Linked DNA regions of Mus musculus: region 2 is linked to region 1. A link is a contact called in public promoter capture Hi-C data. All regions are on one chromosome and are shown on one strand. The core of a region is the stretch at or near the end of the contact, and the rest is flanking DNA. Distances in the headings are between cores, read along the strand shown. Region 1 overlaps Rbm6 (RNA binding motif protein 6). Region 2 holds the start of Klhdc8b (kelch domain containing 8B).

The links. Promoter capture Hi-C pulls out the DNA fragments that hold promoters and counts their contacts.
Region 2: a contact with region 1 is called in a promoter capture Hi-C map of liver, with 6 times the contacts expected there. The contact joins the promoter of Klhdc8b here to the enhancer-like site in region 1. A contact is called at or near these places in 4 of 39 promoter capture datasets (cranial neural crest, hippocampal neurons and liver) and 2 of 115 datasets of contacts at active chromatin or transcription factors (astrocytes and bone marrow-derived macrophages).

What each region holds. Positions count from the first base shown.
Region 1 is chr9:107,852,159-107,859,075 of GRCm38.p6, reverse strand. Rbm6 (RNA binding motif protein 6) reads left to right here. Exons shown (of 21, transcript NM_011251.3): 3 at 5,673-6,917. Among named protein-coding and RNA genes, the nearest start is that of Rbm6, 17 kb to the left of the region's middle. Within about 2 kb of position 5,430, at least 3 of the 459 cell types and tissues checked have an H3K27ac peak or open chromatin away from gene starts, as enhancers often do. A contact at or near this core is called in liver, where this site is marked.
Region 2 is chr9:108,448,185-108,454,231 of GRCm38.p6, reverse strand. It overlaps Klhdc8b (kelch domain containing 8B), which reads left to right and starts at 1,431. Exons shown (of 6, transcript NM_001359428.1): 1 at 1,431-1,915; 2 at 2,841-3,356; 3 at 4,447-4,611; 4 at 4,941-5,165; 5 at 5,305-5,406; 6 at 5,747-6,047. The coding sequence starts at 2,981. The coding sequence ends at 5,943. It also overlaps a transcript of Ccdc71 not described here.

The sequences.
Region 1 (6,917 bases), core at 4,181-6,680:
AGAGCAGTGTCTTGCTAATGACATTGATATGCTTTTCTGAGTGACACATATGTCAGTTTTAGGGGTTACTGAGTACAAAGAAGAGAGAAAGAGTGGTTGTACCACTGAGTTATAAGTGGACTCTGCTTTAGTTTTATAGGGAATATTTAAAAATATTTATGTTTATGCACATGGGTGTCTGTGTGAATATATGTTGAAGCCAGATGCCGGTGACAGAACCCTCAGAGCTGGAGGTACAAGTGTTTGTGGGACACTAGGCATGACAGTGTCTCTTTGCATAATCCAAATTGACCCTAAACTTGCAGTTCCCCTCTCTCAGCTCCTCAAAGTAGTGGGAATAAACTTTTTTAAAAACTAGATAATTTATTTTACTTGTATGAGTGTTTTGTTCACATGTTGTCATGTGCACCACATGAGTGCTGGTGCCCACAGAGGTCAGAACAGTGTTTAGAATCCTTAGAACTGGAATTATAGATGGCTGTGAGCTGCGATGTGGGTACTCTTAACCACTAAGCCACCACTGTATCACTGACTTAAACTTATCAAAGCGTAGTCATGCTCAGTTATTTATAGATTGTGTGGGGCTGCTTTCATAATGCAGTTATAGATTAAATAGTTGTGGTAAAAACTGTTTACGCTATAAAGCCCCAGTATAGTATATGAACTATCTGGCTTTTTATATAGGAACATTTTGCCTTTACTCTTAGCACTGAGGAGACTGAAGCAGGTGGGTCTTTGTGAGTGTGAGGCCAGTCTGGTCTACCTTGTGAGTTCCACAATATTCAAGGTCATGTAGAGAGACCTCAAAAATAAATAAATAAACCAAATAAAAAAATTTCAAACTCCAGTCTACATTGGTGCTTATATGTAAGACTTAAAAAAATATTTATATTATTGTCTATCTTCTTAGTCTATATGGATAATTAATTACTTTGTAAGTTAGGCTATCATAGTATTAACGTGGTTTAAGTAGTCATTCAAAAACATCCACTCAATTTTAAGAACACCTTTGTTTTGTTTTGGGTTTGGGTTTTTCTTTTCTTTCTTTTCTTTTTTTTTTAAGATTTATTGTTATATGAAAGTACACTGTAGCTGTCTTCAGACATACCAGAAGAGGGTGTCAGATCTTATTATAGATGGTTGTGAGACACCATGTGGTTGCTGGGATTTTAACTCAGGACCATTGGAAAAGTAGTCAGTGCTCTTAACTGCTGAGCTACCTCGCCAGCCCCCAGTTTTTAGTTTTTCAAGACGGAATCTCTGTGTAGCCCTGGCTATTTTAGATCTCACTCTGTAGACCAGTCTGGCTTTGAACTCAGAGATCCAGCTGGCTCTGCCTCTTGAATGCTGGAATTAAAGACATGTGCCACCAACGCCACCCATCTTTTAAAAGAATGATTTATTTATTTTTATGTTTGTGGGTATATATCTGCTTACCGTGTGTGTGTGTGTGTGTGTGTGTGTGTGTGTGTGTGTGTGTGTGTGTGTATGTATGTGTGTCTGTCTGCTTACCACATTTATTCAGTACTTGTGGAGACCAAAAGAGGGCATCAGATCTTCTGGAACTAGAGTTATAGCAAGTTATGAGTAATCAAGTGGGTGCTGGGAATCAAACTCACTTCCTTTGGAGCAACAGTCAGTGATCTTAACTAATGAGTTATTTCTCCAGCCAAAGCGTCTTTTTAACATTATTTTTTATAGAATATTTTGTCTTAGAATCATTAAACTTTTTTTTTTGTTTTTTTTTTGTTTTTCGAGACAGGGATTCTCTGTGTAGCTCTGGCTGTCCTGGAACTCACTCTGTAGACCAGGCTGGCCTCGAAATCCACCTGCCTCTGCCTCCCAAGTGCTGGGATTAAAGGCATGCTCCACTACCTCCCGGCCAGAACCATTAAACTTACTTAAAATTTTATTTTCTTATTGTTAACAGTTGACTTAAAAATTGTTTTTATTTTTGCTTTTTGAGACAGTGTTACAAAGTGAGATCTGTGAAACAGCTCTAGCTACTTGGAACTTGATTTGTAGACCTCCAACTCACAGAGGTGCTCTTGCCTCTGCCTCTTGGGGGCTGGGATTAAAGCCTGGCCTTTTTTCCTTTTCCTTTCTTTTCTTTTTCCTTTTCCCTTTCTTTTTCCTCTCCCCCTCCCCCTCCCCCTCCCCCCTTCCCACCCACCCCTCTTTATACAGAATTTCACTCTTTCAGGCTGGCCTTGAACTGGAGGTGGGACTCCTGCCTCAGCCTGAGCTACTTGGATTATAGGTATGAGCTACCATACCTGGCTTTTTAAAGTTTTTGTTTGTTAGTTTTGTTTTGTCTTTCTGTGTAGGCCAGGTTGGCCTTGAACTCATGATCTGTATGTGTTCAATCTCAGTAGCCCTGGTGAGCCTAAAACCTACTGTGTAAACCAAGTTGGCCCCTAACTCACAGAACTCTTGACTCTGCCTCCAGAATGCTTGGATTTTTCTTTGCTTTATTGTTTGTTTTGTTTTGTTTTCAATACAGAGTCTCTATGTATATAGTCCTGGCTGTCATAGAACATGATATGTAGATCAAGCTGGCCTCCTAGAGATCCTCCTATCTTTGCCCAATTCACTAACTAATAATTGTTAAGATTTTTACCAGAGGGAGATAGTAATCCATTTTTTGGGAGACTCAAAAAATAAGAAAGGCTATATTTCAGGAAAATGTCTTATTTTCTCTTTGAAATACTTTTTTTTCATAAAATTGTTTTATGTTAGCTTAAAATAATTTCTATAACCTCTGGTGTTTGTTTTGAAGTAGGGGTTCACAATGTAGCCCTGGCTAGCCTTGAATTTGGCTATGTAGACGAGGCTGGCCTTGAGCTCAGAGATAAAAGGCATGAGCCATCACACATGGCACTGCTGCTGTTTATATCAATAGAACTGACTTTTGATTAGACATAAGAACTGCAGTGTGGTAGGTTACTCTAGATCTGCTTGACTTAGAAGGGTAAGATAGTCTTCATGGCATTATTTAAGGACAATGCTGGGTGTGCTCTGGTCAATAAAGTACCTACTTTTAGATGCCTCAGCAGTCATTGTGTTGTGAGGGTCTGAGGAAGCTTGAGTATTCTCAAAAGCCAATGAATGACTTTAATGACTTTTAAGTATGGGAGACACTGTGGTTAATGGTAACATTCTAATTTTTGTGTTAAATTTTATTCCTTATGAATATTTAAGCTTGCTTATGATGAACCAGACATAAATAATGTTAGTGTTATTGGGAACCAATAGAAGCTTTTATGTTCTGAAAATCCACTAAATGTACGTTCTACTGTTTAGGTTAATGTTTTAAATTTCTATTTACTTTATGAAAGGGCTTGGTACTCCTGAGGAGACAGTTTTTTGGAAAAGAGTGCTTGCTATTAAGAGGACCTCAGTTTAAATCCCTAGTATATTAAAAAAAAAACACACAAAAAACAAAAAAAACCCAAAAACCCAACCAAATGAAAGAAAACATGTTTTTGTAACCTGTGTTGGGTGGAAATTGAAGTAAGCTCAGTCCATTTAGTCTAACTGAAACTGTAAACTTCAGATTCAGTGAGAAACCCTGTCATAAAAAATAAGAAGAGAGCCATAGAAGATGCCCAGTGCACTCCTCCAGCCTCTGCATACATGCACCCATGCAAATGCACCCCACACATGTACAGATATAACACCCAAATAATAAATTAAAAAACAAAAGATAGAAAGGGAGTGGTGATGGTATGGTGATGGACCAGTCCTCCTGAGCTGAGTTACCTAGTGTTGGTTGTCTTTGGCCTCCTACTGTGGGGGTGGAGTTTGAGCTCAGAAGGGTCTTATGATAGAATCAGTATGTCTTGGGAGGAGAATCTTGAGTTGATTCTGATAATCTACATGTTCTTGTTGTCTTGCCAAGCAGTAGATAGCTCTTTAACCATTTTTATTTCCTTTTTCACGTGCCTTCTCTGGGATTCCCCGGTGTCTAATTGCCTACTTAAGTTCCTTGATTTTTTTTTGATTTGTTGAAATAGGTTCTCATTCTAAGGCTACTCTTAAATTCAGGATCATCCTCCTCAACATTCCAAGCAATGAGATTAATAGTTGTAGACCACCCTTTATGGCTGTCTCTTGATCTTTGATAAAAGCCAAAATGTGTAAAATGCTCTAGTGATTAGGCAAAGGAAAGATGCTGAGTAGTTTGAAAGGCTGGGCAACTCTTATTTATTTCTCCTTTATTTTTATTTTGTTTTTTGTTTGTTTGTTTTTTTGTTTATTCAAGACAGGGTTTCTATGTAGCAACCCTGGCTGTCCCAGAACTCACTTTGTAGACCAGGCTGGCCTTGGTACACTCAAGAGATCTGCCTGCCTCTGATTCCTAAATCCTGGGATTAAAGGCATGTGTTACCACTTACCAGCTTGTTTATTTTCTTGAGTTATATGATGGATGTTTTGTTGAAATGTGTATAGATCATATGCATGCCTGCTTCCCAAAGAGGCCAGAAGAGGGTGTCAGATTCCCTGGAACTGGAGTATACAGGTTGTGAGCTGTCACATGGGTTCTGGGAACCAAACCTAGGGTTTCTGGAAGACCAGCAAGCGCCTTTAACTATCTCTCCTGTCTCATTTATTCTTTTTTGTTGTCCCTTTTCTAACTGTAAGTATTTTAAAATGTTTTATTGCAATAAAAAGTTAGCTTGAGGCATTAGAATCTTGTCAGCTTTTTTATTTTGGACATGAAGATAATGCCTAAAGAACTAATGTTCTAGGTGACTTTCAGCTTTAAGTTCTTACATAATTTAGCTTGGTGTAGATCACCTAACATGCTTTGTGGAATGATTCATGTTGCCTTCTGTGATAATATACTCTTGGATAGTTATTGGGCCCAGATGAGGATCTTTCTGAGTAGAGGCCCAATAGAGCTGGCATTAATGCTGCTACTGGTCACAATGATATACAATGAGTCCTTTCTGGACTATACTCAATTGGATTAATTACAATCCATGATGTAGATATAATAAAATATTTGGGAATCTTTACCATTGTGTGCAGCAATTAGAAAGACACTTCCTGGAACTTACAAGACATTTTATATTTTGAGGCCGAGCATGGTTGTTTATTATAATCTAGTATTCAGGAAGCAGAGGGAATAGAGGGTTACTTCAAATTCAACACCAGCCTGGTCTACATAGTGATTTCTAGGTTAGCCAGGTTATTATATAACCAAGTCCTGTCTGAAAATCAAAAGAAAAACCAAACAACCAAACAGAAAATTGCACTGATTACCCCTGACTCCACATGTGTAGTAATTGTCATAATGACCTTGGAATTTTAAGTTCCTTGGCTGTAGAAACTGGGAATTTTTGTAGTATGTTACCTTTGTTAGCTTATCTGGTATTGCGGATTTTCCCTGTTGCAGGACTGGGTGAAAGCTTTTTCTGCAGCAGTCATGTTGAAAACCTTGTGTTGACTTACCTCGTGTTCTGAAATGGGAGCATAAAAGTTTACTCGGACACCTCATCTTAAAATAGCAAAACTTGCTGTTTTCTGCAGATCTAGGACCTTGTTACAGAACTCTGCCCCCCAAAATATGTTTACAGAAGAATATGCTGTGATTAGAGAAGAATATGCTGGTGTGTAGATTTCAAACTCTCTGGACAATATGAATAACCCTGTCTTTGTTTCTACAGTGGGAGCCAAGAAGAAAGGTTTGCTCCCGGGTGGAACAGGGATTATCCTCCTCCTCCCCTTAAGAGTCATGCTCAAGAGAGACACTCTGGCAACTTTCCTGGCAGAGATTCACTTCCCTTTGATTTCCAGGGGCATTCAGGACCTCCCTTTGCAAATGTAGAGGAGCATTCTTTCAGCTATGGAGGTAGAGATGGACCACATGGTGACTATCAAGGAGGGGAGGGACCTGGACACGATTTCAGAGGGGGAGATTTTTCATCTTCGGATTTCCAGAGTAGAGATTCAGCACAGTTGGACTTCAGGAACAGGGACATACATTCTGGGGATTTTCGGGATAGAGAAGGACCACCTATGGACTACAGGGGTGGAGATGGTACTCCTATGGATTATAGAGGTAGGGAGACACCTCATATGAATTATAGAGACAGGGATTCTCATACTGTTGACTTTAGAAGTAGAGATGTCCCTCCAACTGACTTTAGGGGGCGGGGCACATATGATTTAGATTTTAGAGGCCGAGAGGGATCCCATTCAGATTTTAGGGGAAGAGATTTATCAGATTTGGATTTTAGATCCAGAGATCAGTCTCGTTCTGATTTTAGGAACAGAGATGTATCTGATTTGGACTTCAGGGATAAAGATGGAACACAGGTGGACTTTAGAGGCCGAGGTTCAGCTACTACTGATCTAGACTTTAGGAACAGGGATACACCACATTCGGATTTCAGAGGTAGACATCGTACTAGGACTTACCAAGATTTTCGGGGCAGAGAGGTAGGACCTTGTATGGAATTTAAAGATAGGGAGATGCCTCCTATGGATCCAAAAGTTTTGGATTACATTCAGCCTTCTCCACAAGAGAGAGAACATTCTGGTATGAATATGAACAAGAGAGAAGAATCCATACATGACCATGCAATGGAAAGACCTGCTTTTGGTGTTCAGAAGGGAGAATTTGAGCATTCAGAAACAAGAGAAGGAGAAACACAAAGTGGAACTTTTGAACATGAATCTCAATCAGACTTTCAAAACAGCCAAAGTCCAGTTCAAGAACAAGATAAGCCAAAGCTTTCTGGAGGTGAACAACAGAGTTCAGATGCTGGTCTGTTTAAAGAAGAAGGTGATTTGGACTTTCTTGGCCAACAAGACACTGATTACAGAAGCATTGAATACTGTGATGTGGATCACAGGTTGCCAGGAAACCAGATTTTTGGCTATGGCCAGAGCAAGTCATTTTCTCAGGG
Region 2 (6,047 bases), core at 182-2,681, 600 kb before region 1:
GGATGGGAGACTTGGCACTGAGTGGTAGAGAAGGGCCCTTTAGAGTCTGTGCAGTTTGAGGCCAGTCTTTGCGCCATCATTTCTAGACATGCCCTTCACTTCAAACTGACAACCACTGAGAGAGCTATAGGCTCTATTTAGTCATAAAGAAGGGTTCATCCACATTTTGGACAGTCAGAATTTTGGGCATGCAAAGGCATTAGTACTGTATGATCCCTGGGGATGTGAAGGTGGGTTTCTTAGGTCCCCTTGTTCTTGGGAGCAGTAACAATATAAGACCCATGTTTCTAGTCACCTCCCAGAATCCCCAGGTTGCAGTTACCCACGGTGGTAACTGATGGTACCTCCTTTATTGGCTGCTTTCCTTGGTCTTCTTGCTACTTCTCTGCGGGTGCTTCCTGGCTTCACCTCCTACACTAACCACACACACTTGTGTCACTGCCTCAAGATCTGCGTTGGGAAAATTAAGCTAAACACTGTACACAAAAGGGTCGGAATCAATGAGCAGACACAGACAAGTGCAGGAGCTGTTCACACAAGCTTTCCAACTGGAAGCTTCGGCTGATCAGAATGCTCACAAGATAGGCTGAGCCAAAGTGTGAATCAGAGGTAGGTGGATGCAGCTGGTCTTTGCTACTTTGTGGGTTTTTTTCCCACCCTTCATCCCCCAGTTTCAACCCCTATCACTAGATAGGAGAGAAAGAAGGATAGAGGGGAGAGATAAATAGAGGTCCTTGAATCTAATTTCTTTTGACAACTAACAAACTGCAACTAGTCCCCTCCCCACTGATGGCCAACAACCACCCATCCACCCCCCAGGGCTCTCAAACTTATATCCTCTGAGAAGTACCCAGAATTCCAAACATAACACAATCACAGAAACTATGTGCAGCTGGCAAAACCCTGCTTTTGCTAGAACACAGGCAAATCGTAGTCAGCTGCTGGGAAGCAGCCCCGTATCTCCACACCTGGCATTAAAACAAAAACATATTCCTATACGATTTCTCTGATGTTAAAAGAAATCAAAATTTCAGAATTCTCACTCCAGGGGAGTCTTTGTCACACCAGTTTGCTATCACATGACCACGGAGTTGGCTAGAGATGAGCTCTGTACCCTGAAGATGAACAGTCACCCAACCTCTGAGTAGTAGCCCCAGAGTAGCATTAGGCAGAGAGACTCCTGGCATCTGGCTGATTGTGCACATCCACTGCTCGGATCGAAGCAAAAATAACCTACTTTTCTATAAAGAAGGTCTAGATAGGCCCCAAGGCTAGTACAGTCTGCCCCTCCACCCTACAAGCTGCTAGTCTCCATATACACTAAGGGATCTTTTCTGTGTCCTGCTTTGTGTCATGGTTAGGACAGCTCGGCTGGGCTCCCCAACCAGAGGCCCAGGCTACAGCCCTAGTGGCCTCTAGGGGGCGCCGCTGGGAAGCTTGTGGTTTGGCACCTCCAAGCTCAGTTGTGATGGGCGGACTCCGACCCCTAAAGGCCCCAGGTTCCACTGGCTAGCCCCTGGCTGATTGTACCCAGAGTGGATCCGACTCACAACGACACCCGCCTCCGATCCCACCATACCGGTGTTGTGTTGCTCGCCGCTGCCTCATTTCTATCATCGCCCCAGGTAGAGCCCTAAATCCTGGCCGGCCGGATGTCCATATGCCTGTCTGTTCATTTTGGGTGACCGTGGGTCGGTGCGCCCTACTCCTGCCGTGGCATGTGCAGAGTTAAGGCGGGAGGAGGTTTCCCCGAATCTGGGGAGGGGGGAGCGAGGGGCGGACCCGGTCCAGCCCCGCCCCACGCCGGAGCGGTGCGGGAGCCCCACCAGAGCCCAGCTTCAGCCCTAGCCGGAGCCAGCGGAGGCGGAGGCGGAACAGCGGACCCCGTGCCCTGGCGACATTTGAGATCCAGCAGGTGAGTCCCGCGGGAACCTCGCGCAGGGGAAGTTTGGGGCATGAAGGATAGAACCTTAATTAAACCCACTAGCCAGACCCGCCCCCCACTCTCCTTTGAGTTGGAAGTTTGGGGCCAGGAGGCCGTCCCTGTTAAATCCCGGGACTGAGAGTGGAGACCCCCAGCATACACATAGAGACATAGACACAGAGAGATACACACACAGCAAAAGGGGAGGCTAAGGAATGTGCTCTTGGGTGGGGGGTGTCAGGAATCCAGCCGTTTATTCCTACAGGAAAAGCCCTGGACTCAGGGACCTTCTAATCCTGTGCTCAAGAGATTCTCTACACCAGCCTTTTAAAACCTCCTCAGCAGGGAATCTGCTGGCATCGCCACACCCATAAAGGATGGACTTCAAAGGGAGTGTGGAATCCTGGAGTCTAGCCCCTTTGGGTCTCGCATATGAGACTGGCCTTTTGCTGATATAAATGGTTATACCTTGTAGAAGATCCTTCTTGTAAGGACTACAGGATGAGGGACCCTGATGGCTGGACCCAGGTTGTTGAAGGCACACTAGATGCCAGTGTGTAGAGGATGCAGAACTCTCTTGGAGCACTGAGATAAGACTTGTTGGGACAGGAAGCACGCTAGGATGGAGATTTGGGCTCTATCTTCCCTTCCACTCTAAATTGATCAAGTTACTATTTGCTAGTTCTTAAGGTTGGGGAGGGAAGAATCCCTCATGTTCCCACAAGAACCGAGAACGCCTTCTGGGTACCTGGAATCTATTCTTCCCACTATAGAAGGACCTTCACCAGTAGAGTGTTAGTCAAAGGTGTGGGTCTTTCTGCACGAGTGGTTTTGGGCCTGGCCTGCCTTCAGCTACATGTTGTTCATCTGTTTCTTGACAGTGGCCCTGACCCTTTGTTTTCTGCCTCCCCTCCAGGTCAAGGCAAGATCCCTTGGACTGGGCAGACACACCCATCCAGCCCTGACAGAATCAAGATGAGGCCTTATCATGTCCCCCCAGTGAGGCCCACAGCCTGAGCAGATACTATGGCCTACCACGGGCAGTGAGCGAGTACCATGGCTGCAGGAGGTGGTCGGGCCTTTGCTTGGCAGGTGTTCCCCCCAATGCCGACTTGCCGGGTATATGGTACAGTGGCACACCAGGACGGACACCTGCTGGTGTTGGGGGGCTGTGGCCGGGCTGGGTTACCTCTGGATACTGCTGAGACTCTGGACATGGGCTCACACACATGGCTAGCACTAGCACCCCTGCCCACTGCCCGGGCTGGTGCCGCTGCTGTGGTTCTGGGTAAGCAGGTGCTAGTGGTAGGCGGCGTGGACGAAGTCCAAAGCCCAGTAGCTGCTGTGGAGGCCTTCTTGGCTGACGAAGGCCGCTGGGAGCGCCGGGCTACCCTCCCTCAAGCGGCCATGGGTGTTGCGACTGTGGAGAGAGGTGAGTGGCTTAGAACATCCCTCAGTTGCCCCAAGCTTCCTTTTTTTTTCTCTTGCCGGAGAGTCCATTATCACAGAGGCTGGATAAGTGCCGCCTTGGACATGGCTTTGCCTCCTTTCTCTTACCTAGGCTTGCCGCAGTTTACTGTTAATTGCCTTTTCTGGGCTGTGAGGTGGGGGGTCAGAGCCCAGAAGGTCCCCCAGAAAAATGGGAGACCCCAGCCACTACCCTGTCCTGTTCTTTGTAACTAAGAGGCAGTGGGGGGTGTGGCCTAATGACTCTCTCATAGTTATAAATAGTATGGAGGGGGAGGGGAGCAAGGCCTTGGCTCTGAGCCCAGCAAGTGCTTAAGTGCTTAGTGCCCCCCCCCCCACTACCCCTAGCACACACCAGGGATCCTGATGTGGACAAAGGCCAAGCCGACCTGGAGATGGTTGCCATGGAAGCCCCCAGCTGCCAGGCAATATCACCCAACGGCCTGTGGATGTGCCCCTAGCTGACTCTGAGCACCTAACAGCTCTATCGAAGCAGCACGGTGTAGAGGTGCTGACAGGGTGCCAGAGGCTGAAAGCTGTGGCCAGCGCCTCTATCCCACAGGTCCAGCTCATCTCCCAGCCCCAAGCCTTCACCAAGTTGATGCCCTAAGTTCCCTTCCCAGACTGAGCTTCATGCTGAACAAATCCTCTTGTAGCCTCTACCACTGTCTTACGCTACCCCTACCCCCTTAGGGGACCTGCCCCCTACACACACACACACACACACACACACACACACACACACACCTGGTGGCCTCCGGGTCTGACCACCAGTCCCAGGCTAGCCTGCTAAGATGCCAGATTTGGTTGCCATAGCGTCTCCAGGGAGACCGGGCTGGATTATAATTAGATCAGCTGCCTCCTGCTCTTCACTTAGAGGGGCCTAGGCCAAAGCTGGAATCCCAGTTCTCCTAGCTCCAACTTCAGACAGGCAACAAAGTTTTTGATAAACACAAGGGTTTCCTTCCACCCCTGGGTCTGACCGAGGGAGCTGTCAGGGTGGGGTCCACCAGCTAGACATGGTTGTATAGTCTGAACTACTCTCTTCTGTGCAGATGGTATGGTGTATGCTCTGGGGGGAATGGGTCCTGACACGGCCCCCCAGGCCCAGGTACTGGTATATGAGCCCCGCCGGGACTGCTGGCTTTCGCTACCCTCCATGCCCACACCCTGCTATGGGGCCTCCACCTTCCTGCACGGGAACAAGATCTATGTCTTGGGTAAGGGCTGAGGGATGTGGGAAAGGGGGGAAAAGAGTCCAGGAGGTTGCCTAGATTAGGGATCAGTCTTCATCTGAGAAGTTAGGATTTGAGATGCTTTGGTGGGTGGGTGGGGGCTAATCCAGGTCTCTTCTGAAGCCTCCTTGGTGGCCCAACTGGGGTTGGAAAATCACATTCAGTGCTGAGGGTTTACGTGGTCTCATGGTTACTCCATGAGCAGGTATGTACGCAGCTGGATGTCGGGGCCTGGGGAGGACAGTTCAGCAACCTGGAGAGGACACCACCAAGCCCTTTGGGCTCTGTCCCAGGTGCTTCAATTCCTTTGACAGGAGGCCGCCAGGGCAAGCTCCCAGTGACTGCTTTTGAAGCTTTTGATCTGGAGACCCGTACATGGACCCGACACCCAAGCCTGCCCAGTCGCAGAGCTTTTGCTGGCTGTGCTATGGCCGAAGGCAGTGTCTTTAGCCTGGGTGGCCTGCAGCAGCCTGGGCCCCACAATTTCTACTCCCGGCCGCACTTTGTCAACACTGTGGAGATGTTTGACCTGGAGCATGGTGAGCAGTGTCTGTTTTACTGTCTCCATGGGACAGAAGGGAGTGCGTGCGTGCGTGCGTGCGTGCGTGCGTGCGTGCGTGTGCACCCTTGCATCTGCATATGTCTGTGTGCATACACCTTACATCTTCTCTTTTTCAGGCTCCTGGACTAAGCTGCCTCGTAGCCTGCGGATGAGGGATAAGAGGGCTGACTTTGTGGTTGGCTCCCTTGGGGGCAACATTGTGGCTATTGGGGGCCTTGGTGAGTGTCCATGGAAGGAGTGTCTCTGAGCAGGACCACCTTCTCTAGGCAACAGTGGCAGAGCTTTGGGAGATCCTTGCCTATCTATAAATCAGGGAACATGTGATTCACCTGACTTAGCTCTCGCGGTGTCTGCCGTGCCCGACTCGGGGCCCTAAGACACAGGAGCAGAACAGATGATGGAGTGTGACCAAATAGACAAAGCATGAACGAATGAACTTGGGCAGTGAGACACAGAACACTCCTAGGTCATGAGGGAGGAGTGCTTACTAGGCCATTATCCAAGAAAGGGAACAAAGGGGTCTTCAGCCCCTTACCATCATCTATGTGCCTCTTCCAGGGAACCAGCCATGCCCTTTGGCCTCCGTGGAGAGCTTCAGTCTTGCACGGAGACGCTGGGAGGTGCTGCCTGCCATGCCTACGGCCCGATGCTCCTGCTCCAGCCTCCAGGCTGGGCCACGACTGTTTGTTATTGGGGGTGTGGCTCAGGGCCCAAGTCAAGCGGTGGAAGCACTGTGTCTACGGGATGGAGTCTGAAGACCTGGTGAGACCCATCTACCAGGGCAGCTCACTATAGAAGCAGATCGGGCTCCTTTTTGATGCTGAGGGTGCTCCCCATGGCTCTGTGGGATGAGGGAGGC